2 separate regions of the Mus musculus genome follow, and region 1 is linked to region 2. The links are chromatin contacts, called in public HiChIP or PLAC-seq maps. All regions are on one chromosome and are shown on one strand. The core of a region is the stretch at or near the end of the contact, and the rest is flanking DNA. Distances in the headings are between cores, read along the strand shown.

Region 1 (3,285 bases), core at 453-2,952, 150 kb after region 2:
AACTTTTCTGTCACCCCACCCCCTTTTATCCTGGGATCTGGGCCAAAGCTCGATAACTAAATGGGGCACAAAGCTCCAGCTTTAAGGAGGGGTAAACAAGTGTACTAAGTCTACATCCAGACCCCATGGGAGAAGTAAGGGTGGCAGTTACCCAGCTGCTGGCCTTAACTATCCTCTTATGAAGTCACTTCTGCTTAAATCTGAGCTTGTCTTCAGGAAACAAATCTGTAACTCTATGGAGAAAAGAAACAACTTAGTTAATAGGGATGCACAGGACACCCCAGCAGTGAAATGTCACCTGGTTAATGCTACTGTCTAATGGTGCTATCATCCATTGCTCCTCTAGAGGCAGGTGAAGCGTGGGTCACAGTTTCCTTGCCCACAGGGCCTGGGCAGATGTTTCTCCATCTGTCAAGTAAGCACCCGCTTTCTGCCTGCTTCCTATGTAGAAGTGTTGGGGAACAAGAGAAAACTCACTTGAGATGGGTCGGGCGAGCTGAGCTGCACCCCAATCAGATGAACTATAGTGATGCTTTGATCCCCACCCTGGAGGGGGAATCCTGAGCGACAGATTACAAATCGGGGAATTTGCATAAACATATTTTTGAACCATGTGCTATGTTTCTGATGCAGTGGAAGACTCCGCCAATCTGAAATCCTCACGGTGGCATCAAGGCATATGGTGACACAGATTTTTACACATGAAGTAACCAAACCCGTGCATGGTGACCAGTCAGTTCCCAACGGACCAGGTGTGAAATGTCTACTGAGACACAGGACTGTCAGTGCTAAACCCCAGAAAGTTTCAGGCAAATCACAATGAACTGGTAACTTCAAACTTGAGTCTAAGAAGCATAGCAACTTTCCTGAATACATGGCCGGTACGCGGCAGAGTTTGGGAGTGGCATGGGTCTGTTCTACCATCCTTAAATTCTGCCCTCTATTCCCTCTCTCCCTAAACTGATTGGATCGATAGGCATACACGGGTGAGAGCTCTGCATATGGGATAGTGCACTGGTCACCATGCTAGGACTGGAGAGGGAACAGGACTTTGCTGGGGAAGTCTGTCCTGTGCTGGGAGGCCTGAGAGTTTAATCTTCAATGTCTCTCTCGATGGTTCCCTTAAGAATAGACCAAAGCATATGAGTATAAAGCCCAGCTTTAGGAGCCACATGGCATGCTGGCTAGCCCTTTTATATGGATTGCTTTGTCTGGTTCAGAGGCCCTTAAACTCAAAGACTAGAAGTGGCCTATTAAAAAGGTATAGAGGTGGGAACTGGGGCCTGCCAACAAATATCCCAATTCTATGCACCGTTGGACGGGCTCACCAGTTGCATGTGGGTGACCTAAATCCTTTCTCTCAGCTCCTCCTGAACTGGGGCAATTGCCCCCTTCCCTGTAAAGTGTCCCTTGGCGACATTCTATCAGCTCTGGAATCAACTCAGGCTCTCTTGCTTGGCTGGCAAGGCTCTCTGAGGGCTGGCCCCAGCATCTCTTACAGCTTCATCTCCTGCCACACTTAGCGTCTTGAGTGGATTCCAGAAGCCCTGGCTCAGTATGATGCTCTGGCCTCCTGCCTTCACTGCCGCTAGTATGACTCCGGTCCTCCTGTATCTCTTCCACTTGCTTCTTCCTGTTGTTTGGCTCACTTGTTGCCTTGGCCAGTCCACTTTAGGCTCCACCCTCAGTCCTATTTGCATAAGCTTTCAGGGTTGGCCTTCCCCACATTCAACCGTGTGGGCAGGGACCAGCTCTGTCTGCTCTCAGCAGGACCAGTGGGTTCTTGTTGAAGCAGTCAGGTCCTGGATAGAGGCAGGAGGTGCTGTTTGTTTGATGTTGGTTCTGCCAGCTCCACAAGCTGTCTGCGGCGGGCGGGCCGGCGGGCGGTGATTACACTCTGCACAATAGGCCCCGGAACAAGGAACTCAGCAATGTTGCAATCATCAGTTTCAATTGCCATGGTGAGAAGGGATTAGGGAATAGCAAACTGACAACCTGGCTTAGTCTAAGGGCTAAATTAGGAACAAGATTGGCATGCTGGTGGGAAAAAAAAAGAGCGAGTGTAAGAGACGGCGTGCGTTAGAGGGAAACTTGGGGATTTGCGCGTGGTACCTCTGAAAAATTAACCTCAGAATATGTTAGGCTTAGAGGTTAAGAGTAGCTCTTGCCAGGGCCGTCATGTGGCAGGATTGAGCACTTTGTCAGCTCTCAAGTCTGTTTTTAAGGACTGCCATGTGCCCCGAAGTGGCATTTGGCCCAACGACAGCCCGTATTTGCAATTGTGGTCCTGTAAGGGGATAATAGAGTCGAACGATTCCCATGACCTCATGACAGTGTGGCTGGTGTAACATCCTAAACAACACAGGACACACAAGCTCATGGCGACACCAGTATAAATAGGTCTACTGCACCGCTAGTCATGTAAGTGCGGTGTGTGAGCAGCACCTGATCATGATAATAACGACAGGGTTGCTCAATTACACTTGTGTATCATGCTGTCTATCATATTCGCCTTTGTTGTCCGGTAAAATATTAGGGTCCCCCAGAAGACAAGAACTGAGAGGGTGAAAACGGTGCATTTAAAAAGGATTTATTAAACCAGCTATGTTTCATGGTGGAAAGGGTCCAACAACAGGTGTCTCACACTGAGAGGGCTTAGAAGCCAGTAGTTGCTCAGGCCATGAGGCCAGATGCCTCAGTAGATCCGATCCTGCAATAAAAGCTAGGAGGTTTCCTGGAGAGCCACCTTGAAACACTGGTTCAGCCACCAGTCTGAACCATCATCAGGGTAAATTAATTCAGTGGGAAAGAGAGAAGGAAGGCTAAGCTGGGTGAGGGGAGGGGGTGAATAGCCTTCCTTCTGCCACCAGGAAGTGCTGCTTACATTTGGGGTGGGGCCTCCCATATCAGGAACCCAAGATAATAACCTCTAACAGACCCACCCACCCATGGGCCAACCTGATAGAGACAGCTCCTCAGTTGAGGTGCCCTGCTCTGATGATTTTTGGTTGTGGAGAACTGACATTTAAAACCAGCCATCACTGTGGTGTCCTAACCCAGCAGCAGCGCCCCCCCATCATGTGATTACCATTCGGCTGAAGTTTCAGTTCTCTTGTGCTGGGTTTAATCTATCTGTATTCTGTCCATCATAGTGCTCCAAGCATATAGGATACGGCAGATGAGCCAATATGGCCTTTGGTTCTTAGAAGTGCATTCTATGACTTTGCAGCGTAGTGTGTCACCCAATGTCATATTTCCCAGAGTGTGCTTCAGTGATCTCTGCTT
Region 2 (3,252 bases), core at 274-2,773:
TAATAATAAATAAATCTTTTAAAAAGGAGGAGGAGGAGAAGAAGAAGGAATTCTCTGAGATCATGGAACCAATTTCCATCACATACTCTCTGCCATGATATTCTGCCTCACTGCGGTTGAGAAATGAGGTCTGAGTGACTTTGTAACTTTGAGCCAAAGTTTGTTGTTGTTGTTGTTTTTTCAGGTTTCTTTTGTTGTAGTTATGACTGACACAGCAGGGCAAAGACTTCAATTGTCTTGCTTACTGCAATACCTGTGATATCTAACACAGAGCTTGGAATAGAGTAGGGTTCCTGGAAACTTTTGAAAGAATGGTGAGCTGTAATCTTGGATGAGACATTCGATTATCTGGTAACTATGGCTTATTAAGCTTTTAGCACATGCCAGATGCACATGCTTGGTTGATGTATTTAGGTGTATGAGAACATGTCTTATGTGGGACAGGGGATTTGCATTTTTGAAAGCTTTCCTCATGACTCTGATGGCTGCGATGAACAGAGTCTACCTTGTGGGGCTCCAGCTTTCATACTTAGGAGCATGGGTGTTGGATGAGATGAACCTGGGTTTTGACTGTTGACAGGGTCAGTCACTTATTGCTGGATGACTGTAATGGGCTAACTAAGCAGTCTGTGTCTCAGGTTTTGTTATTTCCAAATAGAAGAAAATAATAAGGTCTACCTGGCAGGGTTGTTGTGAGGATTAAATGAGATAATTTATGTAAAGCTCTTAGCTTTGCATAAATGTGCTCTCAATAAGTGGTGGCTATTGTTATTATCATACCCAGAGCACACATCTTGCAAACAGTATGGGTACAGTGTCCTATTACCATGGATAATTTATGCAAAATTCAGGGAACCAGGATTCAGCAAAAGTTGGTAAAGGAAACTAAGTACCCTTTTCTTTTTACAGCTTCTTCTTCATCTTTTCTTCTTCCTCATCCTTCTCTTTTTCCTCAGATTTTTAGATGAAATACATACATATGTATGTATGTATGTATATATTTAGTATATGTGTGTGTGTGTATTGTGCATGCATGTGTTTTTACTATAGCATATGACACATATGTGTGTGGAAGTCAGAGGAGAACTTGTAGGAGTCTGGTTCCCAGCTTCAACCAAGTGGAGTCCAGGGATCAAACTCCCATTGTCAGACTTGGTGACAGGTGCCTTTACCTGCTGATTTGGTGACAGGTGCCTTTACCTGATGAACTGTTTTGCACGTCTTCCTTCTGGGTTTTTTGAGATAGGGTTTCATGTGTTCATGGCCTTGAATTTGCTGTGTTAGCTGTAAATGATCTCAAATTGCTAGTCTTTTTACCTCTACCTCCCACATGCTGGGATTAGAGGTGTGTGCAGTTAGGTCCAAAGGGAACTCTGATCCCCCAGACTCCAAAGGCAGTCCTGGATTGTAGGAGGACTTCTGGTGGATAGATAAAAGCCAGCATTCCTCAGGAACTTGTGAAGCCAATCCCCTTCTGTGGGAAGGAGGCAGTTTCCCTTATCAGTGGCGGAAGGATTAAATGGCTACCTGTGGTGTCTATTAGCATACCAAAGCCCATGTTGGCCTCCAGGCTCTACAACTACAGGTTACTTACACATTTCAAAGAACTAGTATCCTAGCTCTTCTTACCTCCTCCCCTCCCCTAGACTGTAATTCTCCTTCTAACCCTGCTATTTTTGATATGTTCATTCTCTCTTTGTCTCTCCCTCCCCCATCCCCTACTCTCTCCCTGTCTTTATGTTCCTTTCCCTCTCCCTCACTCTCCCCCCTCTGCGTCTCTCAAGTCCAGTCTGCTGGCCATGTTTAGCCTACTTATGTCTTCCTTTCTTTGATCTGGACTCTCCCAGATGCCTCAGGATGTTCTCCCTCTTATATCTACAATAAAAACTTTCTCTTAACCATGCCATAGAGTGGTCATGTTGTCAGTTCCCACATCTACCATTGCAGCTGATCTGAGCAACTTCTAGCCTTGAGAACAAGTGACCTGTGCACAAAAATGTTGAATAAGGGTCTCTAAGTACATGCTCCTATATCTCTCAGCTTCTTCTTTCCCCCTCTTCCTTTCCAGCTGCCCTGAGTCTGTCTGAGTTATACACACCCAATGACTCCATTTTCTCACTCTTCTCTGTTAGCATCAGGTGCATCCCTGGACAGCTAGAAGAGTCTTTACAGCCAGCTCTTGGACCCAGTTGACAAGATATGACATCTCTAGTCCACAGTGCAGCTCCTGCGTCTCTTGCCATGGCACCCGCTGCACCGTTCCTTTGCACATGTGAACACCAGGGCCCAGATAAAAGACTCGTTCCCCACCTCCCCCGGCAGTTCCTTCCTCCTCCTTCTCCTCCTCCTCTTCCTCTTTCTCCTCCTTTTTGTCCTCTTCATTCCCAACCCCCTTCACAGAGGCTGCCTCTGCCAATAAAACCTCTCACATGAGACCTGCAGCTTGGTGTGATTTGTCTGGGACTGTGCAGCATATTCTAACATTGGTGCAGAGACTCACTGGAGGCCTCTGCCCTGACGGGTTTGCAGCTCTTTTGCTGCACAGGCTGTGGAACCTGCCTCCATGTGGGTTAAGCTGCATAGGCTGAACCTCATCCCAGCAAGTCTGCCTGCTATACAGGCTCACTTCCAACCACAGGTTTGCTGAACACCATGCAAACATCAGTGGACTGGTAAACTTTCTGTCCTAGTCAGTGGACAGGATCCCAGGTCCCAGGAGAGGACTGGCTACCCTCTAGAGGTCTAAGGGACAGATATTTCCATGGTCTTGATGATCGGCCTTCTAGCTGACTCCTCATTTTAGGACCTCTACCCTTGGGTGAACCCTCTCTCTCTTGCTGTCCAGGAAGCATTTTTCCCCCTCTTGATTTCTTTCTTGCACGACAATGCTGGTAAACCATTTTCCCTTGGGCCCTGGGCACACAGCTCAGGCAACAGGCCTGCAGCTGACAGCCATTAGCTTCTGTGTGATGACTGGGTGACCTTGACTGGGTGCTTGGTCCAATATTTCATTGATCTACTACCATTAGGACACCATGGCAAGATTAATCTATTGTTATTAATTTGTTCTCAGGACACTGGTAAGAATACTTTAATAATGTCTCTCAGCCAATGAGTATCTTATCTTCGACCATACCTCCAGGCTCCTTACTGGGATGCTTCCTGGGAAATCTCAAACCTCTAAAACTAGTGCCTGATTTAAAGGCATCCAAACTTATTCACCTTTGCAATCAGGTCTGGCCTCAGTACCCA

The links. HiChIP or PLAC-seq counts read pairs in DNA pulled down with a chosen protein or histone mark.
Region 1: an H3K27ac HiChIP or PLAC-seq map of epiblast stem cells shows a contact between it and region 2, with 4 times the contacts expected there. The contact joins two enhancer-like sites. A contact is called at or near these places in 2 of 484 Hi-C or Micro-C datasets (embryonic stem cells and stem cell-derived epiblast-like cells) and 2 of 115 datasets of contacts at active chromatin or transcription factors (embryonic stem cells and epiblast stem cells).

The regions. Positions count from the first base shown.
Region 1 is chr2:161,339,904-161,343,188 of GRCm38.p6, forward strand. No RefSeq gene overlaps it. Among named protein-coding and RNA genes, the nearest start is that of Gm35374, 50 kb to the right of the region's middle. Within about 2 kb of position 1,703, at least 113 of the 459 cell types and tissues checked have an H3K27ac peak or open chromatin away from gene starts, as enhancers often do. A contact at or near this core is called in epiblast stem cells and stem cell-derived epiblast-like cells, where this site is marked.
Region 2 is chr2:161,186,223-161,189,474 of GRCm38.p6, forward strand. No RefSeq gene overlaps it. Among named protein-coding and RNA genes, the nearest start is that of Chd6, 79 kb to the left of the region's middle. Within about 2 kb of position 1,524, at least 12 of the 459 cell types and tissues checked have an H3K27ac peak or open chromatin away from gene starts, as enhancers often do. A contact at or near this core is called in epiblast stem cells and stem cell-derived epiblast-like cells, where this site is marked.